Linked DNA regions of Hordeum vulgare: region 1 is linked to region 2. Evidence: chromatin contacts called from public Hi-C data. All regions are on one chromosome and are shown on one strand. Each heading gives the region's core, a stretch centred on a gene start, on an enhancer-like site or on the middle of the called end of the contact. The rest is flanking DNA. Distances are from core to core; before and after follow the strand shown.

Region 1 (5,674 bases), core at 2,619-5,118, 210 kb after region 2:
TCACACTCTCATAGATCGACAATGTACAATGCTACAAGATGGTCATAGATCAAACCCACCACATACTCCCAGATCTAGCTAGAACGAGTACAAAGAAGGGGGTGATTGAACTCACAGAGGCCATCGTTGCAGCTCAAGGGAGACATGAACATGTCGGAGAAGAGGAGGACATGAATCGACGCCGCCATGGACCGCCGGCCGAAGAAGAGGCAACGCTTACCTGCTTGTTGGTGCCGATCCGCGTTAGAGGGAAAGCTCAAAAGGAGGAGAACGGTGGCGACAGTTTCGACGGATCGGCGGGAGGTAACCCAAAATCCTCCCGCCGATTTTCAAAGACACGCATGATCTCGCACCATCTCCGCGCCGCGTTCCCCTCCCTTGCTTCGGTTGAGCCTGTCTCGCTAGAAACTGACGATTCGGCACTTCCTAGCATGACTGGTTGTGAGGTGCTTTAAATATCACGCGATTGCAGGCCAAACAATGAACCTAGGCAACCAAACAACCCAATTTCTCCAGGTGCAGGCCTAGTTGGGCCTCATGCGAGCAACCAAACACGTCATTGGTTTCTCGTCGCGGTCTTCCCAGGAGTTCGAGTGCGGACCCCGTGACAGTTGTTCTTCCGTGGGCCCGATGAACACTTCACTTGTACTTGCAATCAAATATTGCTTCAAATATCTTATATCTTTTAGGTTTTGTTTGTTTCTGAACACATATTTCAGCTCCATGACTATGACATAACTATCCCAAGCATTTTGAAGTTTGGGTCTCATGAAAGCATAGTGTTGTGATGTAATTCTAGATTTTGAATCGAAGGACGTGAATCACATCATCCTTAGTATTAGTGCGAAATCATCTAAACTCCAAAGTATGAAATAGGACAAAAAGAATCTCGACACTCTTGAGGACAATCCTCACATTACGGTACCAATCATAAAGTTTTCACCAAATATTGTAAACAACTAATCAAGTTCGACTGAAAAGGTGAAAAACGTGTGCCATAAATACTCTACTACTATAATTAAAATACCATAAATATTATGCTACTATAATCCACATACTCTTAGACATTGTTCATAACTAACTATATTGATTTTAGAGTACGCTCCCACTAAAACCAGTATCCCTCATAACTGACTATTAGTTATTCAAGATCCGTGATTCAATTATTCTCCATTGTTGTGACGTCACCGATGACAAATTTTTTTACTATATTCACCATCAACAAAACCTCCAACCCACATAAACATAATGGTGGCAGAACAAAACACACCCTGACACCAACTATAATTACTATATTCGCACTTATCATTTTAGCGGACGCATAAATAAATAGGGATAACGCGTGTCTCTGCGAAATAAGTGTATTTGTCAACAAAACCCCCAACCCAGATAAACTCAAGAAACAACCCCAAACTAACCTGAGGCTGCCATCTCCAGCAAGTCCTAAAGTGTCATGGGAGAAGAGAAAAAGGCACTAACACGAGTTGATAGAACAAATGATCCGGCTTCACCTTGTAACGGCACTCACTGGCATAGGCCAATTTAGTTTTTCAGCTTCAGCTTCAGCTTCTTCCATGTGCATGACGCTGGAATTTGGATGCACAGTTAGATCGACTATCAGGCATTTGCATCAGGTAAACCACACTCAAAACCTGAACTAGAACTGTAGTCGCCCAATATGTTCGAACATGATAGAAACCAAGTATAATCTATCTCAGAAATCTCGCTACATTTTTGCCTACAAACCTTCAATCCAGATTAACTAAAGAAATAAACCTGGATCATCATGCTGCTATCTCCATCCATGGCACACCTCAGAGAAGTGATAAATAAAATAAAACACACTAACACCAACCGATAAAGAATTCTGAAACTTCACCGTTATAACAGCATTTGATGACACTAGGCCTAGTTCTTGAGTCTTCAGTTTCTTCATTCAGCATGTCATAGGAAGAAAAGTAAGACTATCCAGCATTCACGCATCAGTATCAGAGGAGCCAGACTCTAACTTCAGCCGGAATTGTCTCGCGACAGCCTTAAGTTAAGCACCAAAATTATGGAGCTGGATGAACTGATACGGAAATTGACAGGATATATAATGATCGTGCAAGCAATATAAAAGCTCCGGCATAACATTCACAAAAGCATGCTAAATACTATATTCTGAAATTATAATCTCAGGCAACTGAGTGAAATTAAGTGACCATACACGTAATGGTGGCAGAACATAACACACCAACTAAGAATGCAAGCACAAATAATTACATGATACGAGGCTAAAACATGTAAGCACAGCTAGAGCAGGTTCATGGCTATCATGTCTCAAGAATTCGTATGGATGATCAAATACATCCTTCTCCGGCATCAGCTCTGCCACACAATCTAATCATCATAACCTGAATGTAGCTTCACATTCCTGCAGAAAATTCAGGGTATTCAGGCATATCATAAGAATCCACCAAGCAGCAAACAAAGAAAGTTTTAGATAGCAGAAGGTTAACTAAACTGTTTGGTTTAAACATTCTCTATAAGCAGTTAAGCACATCATCATTGATCAAATCTTGCAAGAGACATTCAGCACATTGTAACCGTGTATCACCTTATCAAGCACCTTCTTCAGTAGGCTTCAAGAAGGCCGGCGGCCACGCTATCGTGTAAGGGTATATCAGCGGGGACGGGCAACCCTCGTTCAGAGACAGCCTCGTCATCTTCATGGTCTCGAGATGAATGGAGAAGAGACAACTGCCATTGCGCAAGAACACAACACCAGCAGCCACCCCGATGACATCCAGTGTGAGATGGTAAAAGTGTTCCGAGCCAATCATCTCTGCAATCGCCCTGTGGAACCTGACCGACTTGTCCACCAGCGTCCACGCCAGGCCACCGGCGCCGTCGTCCTGGCCGGCCCAAACCTCGATGCAGAAGCCACGCATGGTGAGCACATGGAGCCCGCCGGCGCCGTCCTCCCCCTTCTCGATGACGTCGAAGCTGAGCTCCCGCAGGAAAGGGGGGAGCGGCAGCACGGCGAGCTCCGTCGTCGCCGTGTTCAGCGCCAGCATGTGCTGCCCGCCCGTTAGCTTCCAGTACAGCGTCCGGTTGGCCTGCATCGCCCGGGAGGCCGCGAGACTGGGCTGCTGCGCGAGGCCGCCCACGTCCGCCCACCGGAGGTCGGCGGAGGAGAGGACGAAGGCGCGCAGCTCCGTGGTGTCGCCGACCCGGGAAATGCAGGCCGCCTGGAACACCGAGTAGTCGCCGTCGTCGGCGACGAGGGCGTACCCCACGGGGTGGTCGCCGGGGAGCGCGGGGAGCGAGACCCAGCGGCGGGCCAGCGGGTCGGCGACGGCGAGGTCCTGGGACGACGACCGGTTGCGCAGCAGCAGGCGGCCGTTGCGGCAGTCGAGGATCTGCCACGGGGTGCCGGCACCGGCGGCGCCCGGCCGGCCGCGGCGGGGGATGAAGGACAGGGCGAAGTCGCCGCGCTCGGCGACGCGGCTCGTGGCGGCGGCGGGGGGCGCGGGAAGCAGGTGGGGGGCGCTGTTCCCGCGGCGCTCGCCGGGGCGGTGGAGGTGGCAGCCGAGGAGGAGCGGGCAGGTGAAGGGGTGGCGGCGGCGGAAGCGGCGGAGGAAGGCGGCGCTGCGGGCGGCGCGGAGGAATGGGCGGCAGGCGAGGGCGACGCGGAGGAGGTCGGCCGGTGCCGGGAGCAGGATGAAGACCTCCTGCAGCAGGTCGTCGCCGAGGACGTCGACGGTGGAGGCGGCCGCCGGAGCCATGTGGCGCCTGGAACGGACGGGGAAAGGGACGTTCCCCAGTTTCCCACTACGACGCGCTCGTTTCGGCGGCCTTGGACCAGGTTGCATGCTGGATGCTGATTGGCATGCCTTGCAATTTAACCGCTCAGGTTTCATTTAAGCCCGGTAAATATTTGCCTATAATTGTATAACGGCCCAGCAAAAACAAATCGAGTTGAAGCTGAGAGATTTACTCAGAAGCAACATGCATCTATACTACTCCCTCCGTTTTCTAAATATAAGTCTTTTAAACGATTTCATTAGATGTCTACATACGAAGCAAAATGCTTGAATGTACACTCTAAAGTATGTCTATATACATCCGTATGTAGTCCACTAGTGAAATCTCTACAAAGACTTATATTTAGGAAAGAAGGAAGTACTACTAAACAATCGAACAAGAATTACACTACAGACACCCCATCAAACATCCCACAAAAAAAAAATCAATCAGCACCCCACGATTAATCCCACAGATCTTAATCTAACAGCCCTCGTTAATTCACCGTCTGCTGGGTGTACTTAGCAATTATAATTGGCTGAACATACTCCACCAACGAAACTTCCAATCACGCAAGAAAAAAAGAGAGGAGAAAATGCCCAGCAACGTCCCCTGTAATCACGGTACCATCCAGCCACCAGCATCACGGGATTCTCATCAGGACCATCTGCCCAGTCGTACGTCCCCTGCAAGCATCACGGGATTCGCCGTAGTCCATGGAGATCTCCCTGGACGCGCTGCTGGGCGTGCAGCGGCACGGGCAGGACCTGGCCTACAGGCTCGCGCAGGGCGTCTCGGGCCTCCTCCTCCACGTGCAGCCGCCGCAGCACCCGTGGCCCGCCCCGCCGCTGCCGCTCAAGCTCATCCCCTTCGACATCGAGCTCCTCGCCGTGCCCTTCGTCGGCGGCGGGGGCGTCGACCTCCCCGCCGTGGCCGTCGCCTCCTTCGTCGAGATCGGCGGCCGGCTCGGGCAGGCGGGCTCCGACCTCGGCGGCTCCATCGGCGGCGTCGTGCAGCAGCTGTCGCGGCAGATTCCCGTGTCGTTCCGCGCGGAGGGTGCCCGACGCCGGAACTGGGAGGGGGCCACTGCGTCGCCAACGCCTGCCGCGTTGCACGAGGGGGAGGCGGGGCTCGCTGCGGAGAGGGCTGCCGAGGGCTGCGGGGTAGCCTTGGAGGGTGTCGGGGAAAGGGATTCCCTCGAGGAGGTGGTTGCGGCGGTCGCGGCGGCCACTGGAAGTGCCGTCGCCGCCAGTGCGGTCGGTGTCAGGGCTGACGGTGCGGATGGGTCGGATGAAGACGAAGACGGGTTCGAGTTCGAGATTGGGACTCTGGGGAGATTTATGAAGCCTCAGGTACCAATGTTGGATTCCCATCTCAAATCATACTGTGTTTTCTGTTGACGATAGATAATCCTCCAAAGTGGGATGATGTATCTTATACATAAGGAAGCTTAGCTTATGCATGGATGATTTTGTTGTAGAATGATGGCCATTTGCTTGTTGTTGTAATTGGTTGTGCTCATTGTTGAAAACAATCAAGTCGTGTCCCGCTACGAATGATGTTTGTCAAGTCGGATTGTGCCGTACTTGTGTGTTCATTGTTGGTATAATCAATACTTAGCTATGTCCTGCTAGGAGCTGTGTTTGTCGAATCTGATCGTGGCATGTCGAGTCCTACCTTGCTATGTCCTAATTGACGTGTACGGAAGGCGAGTCTGTGTACGAGAGTGGTTGTGTAGCTTCATTGTGCATACATACACATGCAGGTTGCAATGTTGTGTGCTGTTTTGAGAAAGAAACAAGGGAAAAAAACAGAGGCACCTGAGCTGTCTTTGCTGAAATATGCCTATCTTGTGTATGCGTGATTGTTTGGCTGATTGATTCTG
Region 2 (5,452 bases), core at 1,166-3,665:
TTTTTTCAAATAGTCACAGGCTCACCACACTCGCTGCCATGGCCTAGCTAGCTCTTCAGTCTTCACTTTCTACCCTATGCATGATTATGGAAGCCCATTTATTAGACGGAGATATAATACATGCATCTGTATGGAAGGAGACGCGCTCCAACTCCAAGAACCAGGATTGGATCACACATGTTTGAGGAGACAGATGAACTGGTACAATACAACAATCAGGAAGGAAGCGCGCTACATACTGCATTCCCAGATTACAAAGTCGGGTTATAGAGTGATCATACACATACCAAGGCCACAAGACTAACTAATTACATCATACAAGGTTCCGACATTTAGGCACGGTTAGACTGGTTGCGGCGCAATCATCCTTCAGGAATTCGTATGGATGATCGGATTCCTTCCTCTTCATTACCTCTGCACAAAACCCCTTTTGTCATCATAAGCTGTAGTGAGCCTCACTTTCCCGGACCAAAATCAAAATTAAGGTATTCAGCATATCAGAAGATTTCACCCAACCAAGATGCGAACAAAGTAAGTATTGGAGTATAAAGCAGATGATAGATACACTCCAACCCCGACTAGGATTGTATCACACATATTTCAGGAGACGGTCAGACAGATGAACTGGTACAACAATCACGAAGGAAGGATGCTACATAGCGCATTCCCAAGATTGCAAAGTCGGATTATAGTGACCACACACATACAAAGACCATAAGACTAACTAATTACATCATACGAGGTTCAGAAATTTAGGCATGGTTAGACTGGTTACGTGACGCCGCAATCATCGTATAGATGATCGGATTCCTTCCTCTTGGTTACCTCTGCACGAAACCTTATTGTCACCATAAGCTGTAGTGAGACTCACATTCCTGCAGCAAAATCAGGGTATTCAGCATATCAGAAGATTTCACGCAACCAAGAAGCAAACGAAGTAAGTTTTAAGTGTAAAGCAGCATGGGTTTTTTATGTCCGCAAAAGCTAAAGCAACCAAGAAAATGTTAAGCAGTTATAAACTGAATTGTTTGGTTCAAATATTTCTTATGATCAGATTGTTGGCCAAAATTTGCATAGTAGGTAGGGCTACCATCTTATCAAGCACCTTGTTCAGTGGGGTTCAGGCATGAAGGCGGCCATGCCATAGTGTAAGGATACATCAGGGCCGATGGGCACTTGTCTTTCCGAGCCAACATCCTCAGCTTCATTGTTTCCAGATCAATGGAGAGCAAACAATCCTTATTGCGCAAGAAGACCACACCAGCAACAACACCAATGACATTCAGCCCATGTCGGTAAAATTGTGATGAACCAATCATCTCCGCCATTGCCCTTTGGAACCTGACCGACTTCTCCACCAGAGTCCATGTCAGCACACCGCTGCCATCATCCCAGCCGCCCCAAACCTCTACGCAGAACCCGAGCATGGTGAGCAGGTAGATCCCGCCAGCCCCGTCGCCCCCCTTCTCAATGACGTCGAAGCTGAACTGCCGCGCGAAATCGGGGAGGTCCAGCATGGAGAACTCCATCGTCTCCGTGTTGAGCGCGACCATGCGCTCCCCGCCCTTGAGCTTCCAGTACAGCGACCCATTGGCTTGCATCGCCCGGGAGTCCTCGAGATTGTGCTGGCCCGCGAGAACAGCGGCGTCGGCCCAGCGGAGCTCGCCGGAGGAGAGGGCCTGGGCGCGAAGCCCGGGGGAGCCGCCGCCGTCTTCTGAAACGCAGAACGCCTGGAACGCCGACAAGCTGCCGTCGTCGGTGACGAGGCCGTACCCCACGGGGCGCTCGGCCGGGGGCGCGGGGAGAGAGGCCCAGCGCCGGGTCAGAGGATCGGCGACGGCCAGCTCCCGGGACACCCGATTGCGCAGCAGGAGGCGGCCGTTGCGGCAGTCCAAGACCTTCCACGGATCCGCGACGGGCTGCTCCGCGGACGCCAGATCCCACAGCAGGGGGCGGCCGCTGCGCCTGTCCACGAACTTCCACGGGTCGGGGCCCGACGAGCCGCGGTCGGGCAGGAAGGAGAGCGCGAAGTCGCCGCCCTCGACGACGCGGCGCGTGGCGGCGAGAGGGGAAGCGGGGAGAAAGAGAGGGCTAGGGTCTTCGATGCAGCGGTCTTCACTGGGGCGGTGGATGAAGCAGCCGAGGAGGAGCGGGCAGGTTGAGGGATGGCGGCGGCGGAAGCGGCGGAGGAAGCGGGCGCTGCGGGCGGCGTGGAGGAAGGGCTTGCAGGCGAGCGCCGCGCGGAGGAGGTCGGCTGGGGTGGGGAGGAGGAGGAAAACCTCCCGCAGGAGGTCGTCGCCGAGGACGACGATGGTGTCGGCGACCGGAGCCGTGAGTGCCATGGCGACGCAGGATGGGGATCGGAATGCGAGCAACCGACGGGCCCTTCCTTAAAGTTTATGGAAAGCCTCGCTTTTTTCTGCCTTTTTTCTGAAACCGGTCAGCCTTTTCATCACGGAAATACTAAAATCCGAATGTTAGATTTGGCTTTTGAATTATTGTATATGAATTCCAAACTATAGGAATTTTATAGAAAAAATTTCTTCGAGGCCCTTCAATTTATATGAATGGTTTTACATTTCAAAGTGAAAAAGACATTAGCCTAGAATTAATGAAAAAATCCTATCATCTATACTAACTATTAAAAGAGCAAACTATAGTTTTTTTAGAGCCACCAACAATAATGTATACTCCCTTCATTTCTAAATATAAGACCTTTTGAATATTGCATTATGAACTACATACGGATGTACATAGACATATTTTAAAATATAAATTCATTTATTTTACTTCATATGTAGTCTTTTAGTGTAACCTCTAAAAGGTCTTATATTTTGAAACGGATGGAGTACATACCAACCGGTATCCTCACATCAATTCCACCTGATGCAATCCAAGAGTCTACGCGACTTCGACGGTCTGCCACACCATCTAACGGCTTGGATCCGATGTTCTGCTCTATACGTCCCATGATCGATTGAGGGGTGTTTGTTTTTAAAGGACTAGATTTTCTTTTAGTTCCAGGAACTAAAAAAAGTCCTTCTAGTAGAGTCTTTTTTTAGTTCCTTAAAAAAAACTTCTTTTAGTTTGATTACATAGGGACTAAAAGAGATTTTTTTTTAGTCTAATCCCGGTAAACAAACAAGCCTGATGCCGCTGTTCCGTTCCTAAAATCACGCCAATGATTTTCTCATCGTGGATCGCCTAAAAAACAGAAGGGGCTACAATCAGGCCGCCCAGTCGCCCAACCGATGCCCTCGACAATCTTCTCTCCGCCTCCCAGCCGCTCCCGTCCTCGACGCGCCTCTCTCTGACACCCAATCGCCCAGCCGCCGCCCTAGACGCGCCTATCTCCGTCGCCCAGCCGCCCATACACAACCGTCCGGTTCTTTCCTGACACCAGAGGAACAAAGAGAGGAGCAGATCGGCACACCAGGTTCGTTTTTTCTCTCACTCGACTCGAATTGTCACCTGAAGCGGATGTTTATAGCGAGTCCATCTTCTAACCCATGATTCATTCATCTTTTGTCTCCAGCCATGTCCGCATCTAATATAGCATCTTCTAAACCCGGATCCCTTCGAGTTGTGCCTTGCGCCGGTGTGGACGGAGATTGTAGATTCGACTTTTCTTGTGATGTGCAGCCGCCGGCTTGGACGATGCCACCATTATCAATAAGCTCTTGATTCTATCTCCCTCTTCTTGCCTCCCGACGACCACTATATTGTATATTTTCTTAGATTAATTAGCAGCTGACAGGAGCAGATAATCATGGAATCAGGGTAATCTTATAATCTGCACTTGACATGCATGGTATGGCAGAGCCGTTTTACACGCAGGTACGTTCAGGCAGTCAAAACTAAGGTGTCCATTTTTGTGGAGTTGAGGAGTATTCCTATATGGTAATATGAGTTTGTGGTTAGCTAACTAATTAAGTGGCAACTAGGGCAAAGTGGAACCATGCCATTTTTGCGTGTTCTTTTAAGTATCACACAACGATGCTAGTGGAGGTTGAAATGTAAATTCTCATGGATGCATGTCTATATATTTGGTTCTTTCAAAAAGATCATCTGCAACATTAAGCTAGCAAGGATAATAGAGCTACAAAACATATACACAGGGTTGAGCAGCATATGCTAATATGAGTGTGCTTCATCAGCTATTTTTTAACCTTGATTTTTGTGTTTTTTTTACAATATGACATTGGGATGCTAATGCAGGTTGAAATGTAGATTGGGATGTGATTCTTTTTCCATATTGTTGAAAAATAAAGAGCCCGGTGGTAGGGTCTCAATTCACTCTGTTTTGGATGCAAATATGATACACTTTTAGATACCACATCTTGCCAAGGAGAAGAACGACATGTTCTATAGTTGAGCCTCAAGTTGTACCAACTCCCGTGCATTGGGAAAAATATCAAATAGACGTCTACGGGAAGTTCTGCTGGCATACTGAATTTTCGGATTACTATGGTTTTGAAAAAACATTGCTGCCAATCTAAGCATGAGTTACTGTGGTTTTAAACCTTGATGATGAAAATTTCAAAGCATCTTAGCGTTTATTTTTGTGCATTAATGTATTTAAAAGGTGATGCTTTCTGTCCATTGTTGATTCACAGTTCCATGTTTTTCCGCTTCAACAACCAAATGAGATTTACACGGATGCTCCTCATGTGTCAATGAACCTATGAATGTTGATGATGATTTTGTAGCCATGAGAACATTTACATCATATTTTAAGTACCTATGCTTATGGTTCTAAAAACGTATGAAGTTCTTGTTTTCTCTCTACATTGTTGATAGAATTTCAGAAGCAAGAATACTAATTATAGTGCGCAGTTTATTGCTAATTTTTTAAAATATTGTTTTTTATTGATTTTGAAAAATATTGTGTCATTTTGAAATTTTTGAAAAATATAACGGCCTCGGCCTGATCGAAGCCGGCTGGCTTCAGTCGGCCTTGCCGTAGCCGAGTGCGTCCTGTCGGCCTTGGTGTGGCCGATTAGCCCCCCGTTGGTCATGTGGTATCTGACTATTGGCCGGGCCACGTCGCTTGCGCCCACTCGTCCTGGAGGCGAGCCGGCCCTGGCGTGGCCGATAGGCCTTTTGGCCTTGGCGAGGCCGATAGGTGGCCAATCTGAGCCAGCCAGCTCCCTCCCTCCCCTTCCTCCTCCTTATCTCTTTCTTTCTCTCCTTCTCCTCTTTCCTTCTCTCCCCACCCGAAAACTCTCTCATCTTTACACTAAATTCTAGCCGTTTTAGTTGTATTGTATAGGGTTAGTACAGCCAAACCATCCGTCTCACTCGTGATGGGGTAGTTCATGGTGGTGTGTCGACCACTTTTTTGGTGGTGGTGGTGGTGGGGTGGGGTGGATAGTGGGTGAAGGTGGTGGTTGTGGTGGAGTTGGAGGAGGTGGTGGTTGTTGCGTTCGTCTTTTTTCTCGATGTTCGTCGT

Evidence for each region. A called contact is a pair of places that touch in the nucleus more often than the background predicts.
Region 1: a contact with region 2 is called in a Hi-C map of leaf, with 5 times the contacts expected there. The contact joins the promoter of LOC123407318 here to the promoter of LOC123424940 in region 2. A contact is called at or near these places in 2 of 6 Hi-C or Micro-C datasets (leaf and seedling).

The regions. Positions count from the first base shown.
Region 1 is chr1H:75,664,991-75,670,664 of MorexV3_pseudomolecules_assembly, forward strand. It overlaps LOC123407318, which reads right to left and starts at 3,869. Exons shown (of 2, transcript XM_045100430.1): 1 at 2,600-3,869; 2 at 2,136-2,416. The coding sequence starts at 3,857. The coding sequence ends at 2,604. LOC123407327 reads left to right here and starts at 4,506. Exons shown (of 2, transcript XM_045100441.1): 1 at 4,506-5,141. The coding sequence starts at 4,506.
Region 2 is chr1H:75,457,553-75,463,004 of MorexV3_pseudomolecules_assembly, forward strand. It overlaps LOC123424940, which reads right to left and starts at 2,416. Exons shown (of 2, transcript XM_045108626.1): 1 at 1,106-2,416; 2 at 561-875. The coding sequence starts at 2,342. The coding sequence ends at 868. LOC123407302 (a long non-coding RNA gene) reads left to right here and starts at 3,191. Exons shown (of 2, transcript XR_006612582.1): 1 at 3,191-3,436; 2 at 3,536-4,559.